2 separate regions of the Dromaius novaehollandiae genome follow, and region 1 is linked to region 2. A link is a contact called in public Hi-C data. All regions are on one chromosome and are shown on one strand. Each heading gives the region's core, a stretch centred on a gene start, on an enhancer-like site or on the middle of the called end of the contact. The rest is flanking DNA. Distances are from core to core; before and after follow the strand shown.

Region 1 (6,139 bases), core at 3,495-5,994, 120 kb after region 2:
GTACAAGGACAAAATGATGTATGAATCTTATTAATCAAGGCAAGCAGTTTGACTTTAGTTGTTGTCTTTAAGAGTATTTAATGATGCATTAAAATGATGACTTAAATATTTCCAAGTACTTTACTGATTGAACACTTACCCACTGTGGCAGAAGCTGATGACAGGAGAGACTTGCCCCAGGTACCCCAAGCTCCCCATCTACTTGCTTTAGATGAGGAGTCCACACCCTGTAACAAGAAAAATATTACTCCACCATCTACAACGCATACTATCTGGAGGCAGAAGGAAAACCAACGAACCTGCCAGGCAACAGAATCCAGCATGTAATAAACGATGATACCAGCTTAAAAGGCTGTGTGATTGCTTACAAGGGTATGCAATTTACAAGTAGGCATTTTGTAATACAAGACTTCACGGATGATGATGCCTTCTGAAGAATGATTCTGAAGAGTCAGGGCTCATGTTTACAGACAAATAGCCCAGAATGACTAGTGACAAAAGTTTTGCCACCAGCTCCTCAGTAGGATGCTTATGCTTTTGTGCAGAGTAGTCGAAGCATAAAAAATATCATTCTTAACAAACTGCATGATGTTACTGTTCTCACCTCACCCTTTCTACCCTTCAGGAGGAAATCAAGGTCATCAACCTCATTTTGGTGTCTGTGAAACAGATCATTTGGCTGTTTCAATACAAAGGCAGATAAGCCAATTCAAACAGCCTTCCATAGTGAGTTAAACTAACCTTGCAGCCTTTGAGCTGAAGGGCCCCATAAAGTGTTCTGCAGGCTCCAACGTTATACAGTAAATTCTAGCTATAGAATTGTAACATCTGTTTGGGAAGGTGCTAATACCAGTGAAGTGGTATTAGCAGACATCTGTGCAGTGAAAATATGACTACGACTTTTATGACTATGAACAATTTTCAGTATTCCATATTTAAATAATACTAAGAAACTAGCTGCCTTGATAAAGCCTCCACTACATATCGCCTCTGCAGCTTTTGTTTTTTGAGTTAATTGTGAAGTATCCCAAGACAGCTCTGCATTCTGTACTGTATACATCCCCTGCAATCTCTTTGAGGTAGGTCACTGTCTCTGGTGGAGTGACTAAAATAAAGTTATTTTAACCTTTCCCAATGTGTAAACGCCTGAATGTTTTTCAGTGGAGATGTGAACCTCTTTTAGCAATGTCAGGTATATTGAATGCTATGTAGACTGTAAAAAATTTATTTTTGTTAGTTTTCTTCTATGAACTTCTTATAGTTACTCAAAGGACTCCCACAGGTCTGAGGATCACAAATTGAAAACCACTGGCCTAGAACAAAGGTCCCCAGTTTGACAGAGTCCTGTGAAATACACACTATTTAGGCTGTGAACTCCATGATTTGAAAATTAGAAAGTAAAAGATTTAGTACTGCAGATGCAATTAGAAAGTACAAGATTTAGTACTGCAGTTGTAACTTAAGTTCTGCCCTTTTTCAGGTCCATTCTGCGAAGTGAAGAAAGCAGGGGATCTGTACAGAGAATTAATAGTACATAACCAGATAACAAAATCACTGGAGTATTGTGTATCTTTACAAAATGGACTAGATTCTTAACAAGACTTAGGCTCTGACATGGTTTTATTGCATCCAGGCTAAAAAGACCAAATTTATATCATACTGGTGAAAAGACATCCAACTCTTCCTAGTTTCCAAAAGCTTGGCATTGCAATTTAATTAATTTTATTCCCATGTAGGCTCCCTGCATACAATTCCCTAAGTTTTTATATACATAAAACAGTGGTAACCACTGCAAACATTATGTACATTTTACAAAATTCTATTCTCCTTATAGGGCAGGGAAGGCAGCTTTTCTGGAAAAGAAAATCTTACTTACTGGACTGCTTTGCTCATGTAGTGTTTCCTCAGATTCAGATTCAGCATCAAGGCTTACAGTCTCATTGCACTCAGCGGGCATGTTTTCAGTCACCTCTCCATTGGAAGGCAGACTTTCAATTACTTTTTCAGTCAAAGGATTTTCAATAATAAATATGTCTCCTTCCTGTCCCTTACTGGCACACTGAGTGGCCTGTTCACCTCCATCTTGTGAAGGCGCAGGCAAGATCCCAGCTTCCACAAGGTGTGGCACTGTGTCGTGAGGCAATACATCGTTGCTGGGCATTTCCATTACTTCGGGTTTCTCTTCAGATGGGATGCCATCATGTATGTCTTCAGACATTTTCAATTCTGAATATAGAAAATAAATTAGTCTTTCTAAATTCCATGAGCCTTTGAATGAACCCAAAATATGAAGTGTTTCCCACAAGCTATTGCTGAAAAAAAAGGGGGGGAGCCTTGGCGTAAGGTCTCCTGAAGCATAGAGCCCTGTGGCACATGCATCTTGCCTGGTAATACCATAATTATACCTCGAGTACTCCATTCACCTTGCAGGATCACACTCCAGTATGAAGAGCAGCAATATTCTTTTGTTTTCCAAGATAAAGTTTGGTGAGGGAGAAAGGATGTTCATTTGTCTGGAGAAGTCAAATATGAGAGCTTCCACAAAATTAATTCCTGTGTTCTTTAGATGTGGCCACTGGGGAACAAGGACCATCTGACCTGCAATGCCACTGGAATACAATGACCAAGCAGCTCTTGGTCTCATTTTCATCACTTCCAAATACAGAGGCTCCTATAGCCTGATGACTGATGGAGAAGAGGATGACAGAGAGTCAATAAAAGTATGTGACTACAACTGTGCTGACATTAACATAATGGAGAAAGCACATAATTTGAGAATATTCAAATTCTCAGTTGGCTGAGAATCCACGAAGGGAAGAAATGGCCTCTGAGCAAGTGCTGCAGCTGATTAAGGAGCAGCACTGGCAGAGTCCAACAGGAATACTGTACAGTGATTACTACTACTTACTTGTTGGCAACAATAGTATGCCTGGCACTGTACTCAGAAGATAACCCTTGACAGAGAGCTGTCACTGCAAGGTCTTGTCTATATGCAGAGTTGCATGGCAAAACTCGAGCAATTCTCTCTGTAGATCATGTCTTTTCATTGACTTCCATATGAATTAAATATGGTCCAAAGCTTTGTACCTGTTAGGAAGGACTGGGGCTCTAAAAGAGATTGAGGAATAGAAAAAAAGGCAAGAAGCAAAGTGTAAAACTGATTTAGAAGAACTCCTCCTGAGAAAGATGGATTTAAATTAGCGTAGTTTATTAAAGTCTATAGAAGCAGGCACATCTGTGGCTTTAGCAGCTTATCTAATTTGAATGTAGATCAGCTGTTTGAACGGTTCCCAAGAATAGCATTCAGGATCACTGAATAAGAGACATAAATAAGTAAGCACTTGATGCTACTTATATTACTTCAGTTTACACCGTAACTGAATTACCTTTAAAAGACACGTGTTTACAAGTCAGAATCTTTACATCTGCCACAAGTATTTGCAGCGTTCCATTACAAATATAGCAAATACTAAACAAATGCTTAAAATACAGGTAAATACTGCCATTGTTTTAACAGTGCTTGTTGCATGATGGGCAGCATTGCCTAAACAAAATTTTTCTGTCTGTAAACCAAATTCCACTGTCAGATGTGAGCAACTTCTACTAAAATCTATAAATCCTGAGAGTATGTGTGTATATATATAGCTTCAGGATATACATCTGCATCAGGATAAGATCTGAGGAAGAACAGACACACCATGAGGAAAATTCTCCAAAGAGCGCATAATTTAACATGCGCACCAATTACAAACGTGTGCATAATTGTTTGTGGGACTGGGCCGTATACTAGAAAACCCTCAAGGCCAACAGTTCTCTGTTACATGGCTCTCGCGGGAGCAAAGCACGTAACAAAGCAAATCCCCAAATCAGTTAAAAACCAGAAATCCGTCTTCTTGAACACGGGGTAAGGTGTCGTTCAAGCTGTCGTTCGTGGGACTCTCCGGATGTGAATCAGCTCAGGAAACTCTGCTGAGGGAATTATTCTGCACGGTTCAAGGGGAGTGTGTCACGACCGGCCTCGCAGACAGCTGTACGTGAGCACCCTGGCTGCAGCGGGCGGCCGGGCCGGGCAAGCGGCCTCCCGCCGACCCCTGCCCCCGCCGCGGCTCACTGACACCTGCCGACCCGCACCCCGAGGCGCGGCAGCCGCCTGCCGGGCTCAACCCCGCCTCGAAAGCAAAGCCAAGCGCCGACGGGCACCTCCAAGCACAAAGGAGCGCCTCCGGGCGGGATAGCCGCTTTTTCTGCCTGCGAAGGGGTGACTCCCCGCGGCGCCCCGCGCCCCGCGCCCCCTCGCTCGACGCCCGCTGTCACGGGGCGCCGCTCCGCCAGCGGCGGTGCCGGCACGGGCAGCGGAGAGGAGGCGCCTGCGGAGCCCTACGGACCGGGTCCGCGCGCTGCCGCCGCCCCGCCCGGGAGCCCCCGGCCCGCCGCCACCTGCCCTGCGCTCGGCGGATAAAGGGGGAGCAGCCCGCGCGCCGCCCCCTCGGGCCGCCGGTGACCACAGCTTCCCTTTTCGCTGTTCTTGTTTTTTCTCTGGGGCAGAGGAATTTGCGAGAAGCCCGCAGGCAGTTTCGAGAGTGGCAGAAGCAGAAATCCCGTTGCGCCTTACCGCTCAGCAGTCCCCTTGCCGGCGCGCCCCCCGCTCCTCGCCTTCCCCTCCCCGCCCCGCCACGTCGGCAGCAGCGGGGGGAGGAGGCCGGCAGCCGCGGGCCGGCCGGGCCGGGCGGCGGGGAGGGACAGAGGGAGGAGGCAGCGGGGAAAGGAGGGTGCGCTGAGTCCCTCGGAGGGGCCGCCCGTTGCGAGGGGGCTGTCAGGGAGGGCGGGAGCGCTGGCCCTCCGCGGGGAGCTGCCCGGGCTGCGAGCGCCGCCCGCGGGCCGCCCTGGCCGCCATTATCGCCCCTCCACGGCGGGGAGCGGCGGCTCGCTTCGAGCGCGGGAGCAGCTGTGTGCCGGGCCCCGGGGCGCCCCCCCGCCGCAGGGCCGCAGCCCCCAGCGGAGCCGCAGGCCTCCAGCTCGCCGCCGTTGCCTGCGGGGAGCTGAGCGGCGGGAGGAGGGGAGGCGAGCGCGGCCGGCCGCCGCGGGAAATGGTGGCGGCTCGGGCGGGCGGGGGCGGCGGGGTGGCGGTTGCCCTGAGGCGAGGGGAGCGCGCCTGAGTGTGGGCGCTGCGCTGGCGTCCGAGCAGGACTTGCTTGGTTTGGTAGAAAGTTTAATCCTTCCTCAAAACAAGCCGAAGCTAAACCCGGAGTGAAGTGCGTGGCTGCAGAATTAAGCAACTGAGATTTGGCTTTTCAGATACCACTTCGCATCCCAAGTCTATCTGTGTTTACATGAAACGGGCTAAAGGAAGCTTAAGAGGTGTGTACACAATTTTCCCGTAAGTTGCTGGCTGCGGCCGTCTCGTGTGAAATACGTCATTAAACAAGGAGATTGCAGACTCTTGCCCAACAGCTTGTGGTTCTTGTTTTTGTCTAATTCCTCACACCCTTTCCTCGTTTTACTTCCTCATTTTAACGCAAAGCATACCCTTTTACTGCAATGAAAGGCAATTTGGGATTCATTGCTGAAGAAAGGAAGAAAAATGCTATTACCATAGGGAACATAAGAATATATTTTATGAGTCACTGAGGAGGTCACTGTAAGACGTTACAAAATAAAACCCAGTTTTGGGAAACGTGCTTCACGGCAAGATGAATAAAGCTGTGTAACTTACATATTTATCAAGCAAAATTTCTCCAGTTTCACATTAAGGTAGGTAATAGCAGAACAAATGTTTATGTCACCAAAAAATATTATAAATGATAGTCTTATTTCTAAGTGATAATGTAAATAACATTGGTAGTTCTAGCATTTTCTTTTAGGTTAATTAGTTCATCTTTTTATTAATTTATTAATGTTTTTATATATTTATGGAACACAAATCTGGAGCGATACTGAAGATTTACCTTTGCCTGGCACTGGAGTTTGCAGAAGAGTAAAGTCAAACTTCCAGGGAACCATGACAGAGGAGGCTTTGTAACTGGAGATTTTCTTTCCTCATGACGGATGATAATTTTGACTGTAAAGCAGACAGATTCTCTAGAAGTTCATGCATGTTTTAGACATGAAAGGCAGTACTAATCACTATTATAATAAAAAT
Region 2 (6,048 bases), core at 1,094-3,593:
TCTGGCATTTTGTAATAACAAAGAATTTCAATTTTTTGTAAAATAAGGGTAGAAGAAAGACTGGAATTAGTAGCATTGCATCACTTGGGAATCTTTAAAAATAATCAGATAAGTGAATGTGATCAATTCTGGGCATTTATTTTTATGTTTATGAGCACTGTACACTTAGAAGCAGAAATACTGCATGCCCAGCACTTATTTTGAAAGGTAATGCAGAAAGCACTTTAAAAAAAGAAAGCAACACATCAGAAGTCAAGTCTAGTTTGAGAGATGACCTGAAATATCATTAATGAATTCCCTTCAGAACCTGAGGCAGATTATAGTATATATTATAGTTAAATAATCAAATATGCATTAGATACTGTATACGATGACAGTGTGAACATCTGGTAACAGTTACTACAGAGCACTATTCAAGATGTCCTCAGTTTGGGAAATACTCTTTTTTTGTTTGTTTGTTTTTAAAATGTAGTGACCAAACTTGAATGCAAACCTGTTGTAAATATGGGTGACCTAGTAGCTCTCAGTAATAATTTTAATACTCTCTTAAAAAAAAAATAGACACTTTTATGGAAGTATCCATGTTTAAGAACACAACTTGTTTAAGGTAAGGAATGTACTGAAGTATCTTGAAAAATTGTGTTGCAGTTCCAGAAAGTTTATGACTAAAAATCAATTCTTTATACAACACAGCATTTAAATGAACCCCTCAGCCCCCTAAAACATGACAGATTTTTGATCACTTATGCAGTGATTGAGCATTCAGGATGTGCAGAAGGATATATTCATTTCTGTATACGGAGATTTTGAGCAAATCATCTCAAAGATATCAAGTTAAAGACATACCATTACTAAAAAGTGCAGAAGTTACTAGTCCCACAGTTACAATGCAGTGACTTCGCATGCGTTTTCAGAGAAGTACTCAAGCGTTTTAGCTATAGCCATCTAGTGTTGCTGCCTATGTTAAGAGTCCAGGCTATCCTCTATAATAATAGAGAAATGTGAGGCTCTAATTCTGGTGATTTGTATCACACCTGGGACTCCCTACCAATTATTATATATAATTATATATAATTATATATATATAGGACCTAACCGAGGCATCTGAGACTGTAGTTCCACAGCAGCCAAAGCTATTCTGCTTGCTGGTTGTTCATGTTCTTCACCCAGGTCAGCATTCCCACTCATTCCTGCACTTGCTCCAGATCTCACAGGACCCTTTGTAGAAGCATTTAAAAACAAAAACAAAAGAACCTCAAGCTTTTTGCTAGCTTACAATATCCGAACAGCTCAAGGGAGGTTTGGCAAATGCCACAGAGGATACATAAGCAGGAAGTGGAAACTTGTGGTCAAGAGCATGATAGTATTTAGATTAGGTTTGGCTGCCAAAACACTAGTTAGATTCTTGGAGTCAGATAGTGTAAATATTCTGCCACAGCTACAATAATACTAATAGTTTAGATAAATGGACTACAAGGCTGGTGGAAAACTAGATGGACTGCTGGTCTCAAAATACTCTGATCAGCAGTACAAAATCCAGCTGGCAGCTGGTTCCTAGCAGTGTTCCTCCTAGGCTGACACCGGGGCTGATACTGTTTAATGTCTTCAATAACTCCCTGAAGAGATGGCTTCTTGTAAGTAAGTGATACCAAGGGGCGCTATGATGCTGTGGGGAGGCTTGCTTGGCCCAATATGGTATCTCTTCTGTAAATAGACTATGCTCTCAACATACATCTGTCAAGAGAAATACAGTCATTTAGGATGTTTCTCTAATTCCATTAAAATAATGAAAAAGAAAATGGAAGTTGCCTTCACATACTTTCCATTTAATATTGCTACCCCAACAGTGCTCCTTGGAGTTGACATGCTAGCTACAAAGTTCCACTGACGAGCTTGTGGATCCCATCTTTCTACTGTGTTCAGGTAGCTCCAGCCATCATGTCCTCCTACAGCATACATGGGACCTTCCAATACAGCTACTCCTTTAACAAAAAGAAAAGAAAGATAGATGGGCCTGGGGGGGGTGGGGGGGGCAGGGGAGAATCACATTCTCCTACCCACAGCCCAGCATGCACTTAAAAAAAAAAAAAAAAAAAAAAAATTCCTTTTAGCAGCCAATGCTAGATATAGTCTGGGGGGGGGGGGGGGGAGGAAGCGTTCAACAGGTCAACATTAAGACAAAGTTAATCTTTTCCCTAAAATTTAATTTTTAAATGTTTTTTAACCAATCTGAAAATAGCTAACCTTTTAAAAATAAGTATTCAACCTTTACAGAGCTCTACATACCAAGACCATGACGATGTGTGGACATAGGTGGCATTACACTCCAAGTTTTTGTTCTAGGGTTGTAGCACTCCACAGTATTCAGTGTTTTCAGTCCATCTCTGCCACCAACAACATACAATTTATCATCTAACACTGCAACTCCAAACTGTAATCTGCGTCCATTCATGTTTGCAACAGGGGTCCACATGTTGGTACGAAGTTCATACTTTTCAATGCTTGTAGCTCCTGATTGATAACACATGTAAGTTATAAAAAAAAGTTTGCTCCGAATTACCGGGATAGTTTTTATTTTAGCAATATGCTGATCCCACAAGAGCTTCAGCATGTTCTTAATTCTTTGTATATGAATACCAGATTTCTTCTAACTACTATTACATTTACAGTATGAAGCTTCTATAAAAAAAAATTCGGAGTGGCTCTGACAGAACTCTTCAAAAATTAGTCAAAAAGCATTTTTTGTTTTTATACATGCACACACCATCTTTGTGTTTTCTGTCATTTTCTTCCCTTTCCATATTACTTCCCAATCACATAAATAAAGATTAGTTTTCATTCAATTCAACATTTCACTACTCAGAAACCAGATACTCCCTTGATTTCAAAATCAGTAACACAAGCTTCCATAGTGCTTACAATATTATCAGTGCTACCTATTTTTTAACCTAATAAACAGTGTACATTTTTGAAGTTTCATGCTTGATACTGTAGAATCTTTCAATTTTATAATTGGCATGCTAGATTAACATTTATCAAGCATTTCTTTAAAAAAAAAAATCTTATCAACTAATTGTTATATAAACCAATACCTTTTGTTGCATCCATTCCTCCAACTGCAAACAACACTCCCACTGTAGATTTTCTAGGTTTGGTGCGAGGACTTTGTAACATAGGTCGTCTCTCTGGCAACAAATGGTACTTCATTGCTTCCATAATGAGTTTTTGACATTCGATGTCATCCCTAAAGAGTGCATTATTTTCCATATCTGCCAGAAACTGGAAAAAGAAGGAAAAGAAAATTAAAGAAGCTGAATTGCTATGAACCAGAAGAAGAATAAAAATAAAATCACAAGAAAACATTTTATCCAGAAATGTATATTGTCTAATTTAAAAACATATATATTTCAAAAAAAAGTCATATGAATAAGTGTAAAGACAAACTAGTAATAAACAAAATGAACAAAACACATTTTAAGATAGACCATTACATACAAAAAATAAAGGTGTGGGGGGGAGGCCATCATTTTAATGGACAATTTACACTTAATATTCCGAAGGAAGAAAACAAAATCTCCTAAGGTTCAAGTACCATTGCAAGTATGTTTAAAAAAAAAAACGAACAACCCAACTCCAGATATATAACTCAGTTTAACCTGGCTGATTCCAGAAACACCCTAAACCAGTGGTATATAAAAGACACTTCAAGATCAGGCTGGAGATTTTAATACAGATTCCATTCTTGACTCTGTCACTGACCCACAGTATGATATCGATTATTACATACCTTTGTGACATATTTTAAGATCATAAATGCTAGCAAATTTGAACAAGTGTTAAAATTTTAAATTGACTTAAATAAAATACAAGCTGAATAAAGACCACTATTAACACTTTTTAAATGAAAAAATTCTGGAGGCTTTTGTATTCCATATTTGTCAGATTATAGGAAAAACACTAGGTTAAGTGTCCCAACCGTAATTATTAGAAAGACTAGATGTCTGGGTTTTTTTTTTTTTTTTTTTTGAGCTGCAAGACATTTAGTATGGCCTAACAGAAAAAAAAGCAAGCAAAGCCTGGAATGTCCCAGAATGGGACTTTGAGAGTTAAAAGAACAAACAGGAACAGGCAAATGCCTCATACTTGCCATTGCAACATTCAAGCGCATTGTAAGTATCGTCTGCCAACTGGTAACAGGTACAAAAATGCTGTGAGATCAGGCATCAGGAGTACTGAAGAAACTTACAATGAAATAGCTGCACTACTATGGCGTGTATAGCTCTGGCTTAAAACTGCCTTAGGTCTAAAAGGTGGCAAATATAACATCCATGTTTCCAGAAGAGATGCAGATAATTACATACTTATGCTAAGCCTGACATCTCTGTATCAGGCAAATCAATAGAAACTATGACAGAGAACAGAATTAACAGATACACAGAGAATTCCAAAATACTTTCAACAAAATCCCTCAGTAAAGACTTTCAAGGAAACTCAGCCTGGTTTTTTCAGTATTTCTCTAATTGGCTAATGTTTTGATTCTATTTAAAATACCAAATTAAAATGTTCTCATGTACATTACCAGTAGGAACTTAATTTGCATTCACTGCTTTCAGTACTTCCCATTAGTTTTTCTCTTAACACAAAACACCACTTACTGCTTTTATCATTTCATAGTGCCACTTCATGATTATAAAATAGTAAACTAAAAGCAATATTTCAACGGTCAGCATGCAATGCCATAAACTTGCACACAGCTTTAAGAATCAGTGAATTACTACTGTCCTAAACTGGACTTTGTCATAGCTGCTATGTTATTGGGGGGGGAGGGGAAGGGGGGAGATATGATTACTATATCAAATTTTATAAGCCTTACTGATGCTGATTGCTTCTGGACCAAAAGTTAAGAATATTTACAACAGTAAGGACTTCTACACATTCAGGATTCAAAATTTCAGGAGCATGCACTGAAAATTGAAGCTTATAAAAAAACATGATCAAATCAGACTTCCAATTTATTTTTCTTACAGAAAACTCATATTAAATATTTGGGGGACTAAGACTCTAAAGCAACACTATGTGCATATGTATGAGTTTTGTAATACCAAAGCACTATCGACCTTTTTTCTAATCCCCCCTCCCAACCTGTAGAGAAGTTTTCTGATAGCACAGGGTCTCAATCTATGAAATTAATACACCTTGGTTAAAAAGAAATGCAGTCTAATATGGTTTTGGCACCCAAAAAACCTGCATGCTCTCGAAACTACACCTACTGCATTACAATTTCCTGTGAATATTCTTCACTTAAAGAACTTTGAATGGATTAAATAAATGAATCCTCATTTTTCAGGTTTCATTATTTATGGTGCTAAAAACATTTATAAGTGAGCACTTACAAATGACGTGTTAGCATGAAGTTCTAGTCATTGGAAACCTGATGAAGAGCAAAAGTAGAAGCAGACGTAAATACTACGAGTTTCTGACTAAAATGAAACTGAATCCATCTTGTAACTTAGGAATTGCTTAATCATCCTTTTTATTTATTTATCAGAGACGAAATACTTGCCATCTTACAGATTAAGAAGCAGACAAATAGTCATCTTAAGCCTTTGTAATAGCAACAAGAGTCTACCAGAGGTTTAGGAGACTTCTTGCATTAAAAAGAAGAGATGAATTATTATTACATAAAACACAAAATGCTGTGTGCAAAGACATGCACAAAAAGAAAACTTATAAAACCAGTGATTCATTACAAATTTTTTGCCTCCAGCATTAGTTTCACAGTATTTCCCAAAGTTTTTTTTTGAAGTGTGTTAATCTAATATTCCTTACATATCTCCTTACAACATTGATTTCAGCAAGCTGTTCAATTTTCTGACTTCATGTCTTTCAAATGGCTTTGACCCTTCAACCATAAAATTGGAAACCTTTTCATTATACTGTGTTTGCTGTCACATTGCCTAATGTCACGTGGTCATGAAAGAAAACATAACTCTGAAAACATGTTGAGACTGTTTTGGGCACTTCAACTCAATTACTAATTGGTGCATT

Evidence for each region. A called contact is a pair of places that touch in the nucleus more often than the background predicts.
Region 1: a contact with region 2 is called in a Hi-C map of liver, with 4 times the contacts expected there. The contact joins the promoter of FAM114A1 here to the enhancer-like site in region 2. A contact is called at or near these places in 3 of 4 Hi-C or Micro-C datasets (brain, liver and ovary).

The regions. Positions count from the first base shown.
Region 1 is chr4:63,177,268-63,183,406 of bDroNov1.hap1, forward strand. FAM114A1 (family with sequence similarity 114 member A1) reads right to left here and starts at 4,745. Exons shown (of 16, transcript XM_026093639.2): 1 at 4,613-4,745; 2 at 2,909-3,108; 3 at 2,424-2,685; 4 at 1,877-2,226; 5 at 140-227. The coding sequence starts at 2,218. It overlaps LOC112979471 (toll-like receptor 6), which reads left to right and starts at 5,133. Exons shown (of 4, transcript XM_026093694.2): 1 at 5,133-5,358. The coding sequence starts at 5,331.
Region 2 is chr4:63,061,043-63,067,090 of bDroNov1.hap1, forward strand. It overlaps KLHL5 (kelch like family member 5), which reads right to left. Exons shown (of 14, transcript XM_064511285.1): 7 at 3,093-3,279; 8 at 2,287-2,511; 9 at 1,820-1,982. Among named protein-coding and RNA genes, the nearest start is that of WDR19, 14 kb to the left of the region's middle. Within about 2 kb of position 2,344, at least 2 of the 2 cell types and tissues checked have open chromatin away from gene starts, as enhancers often do.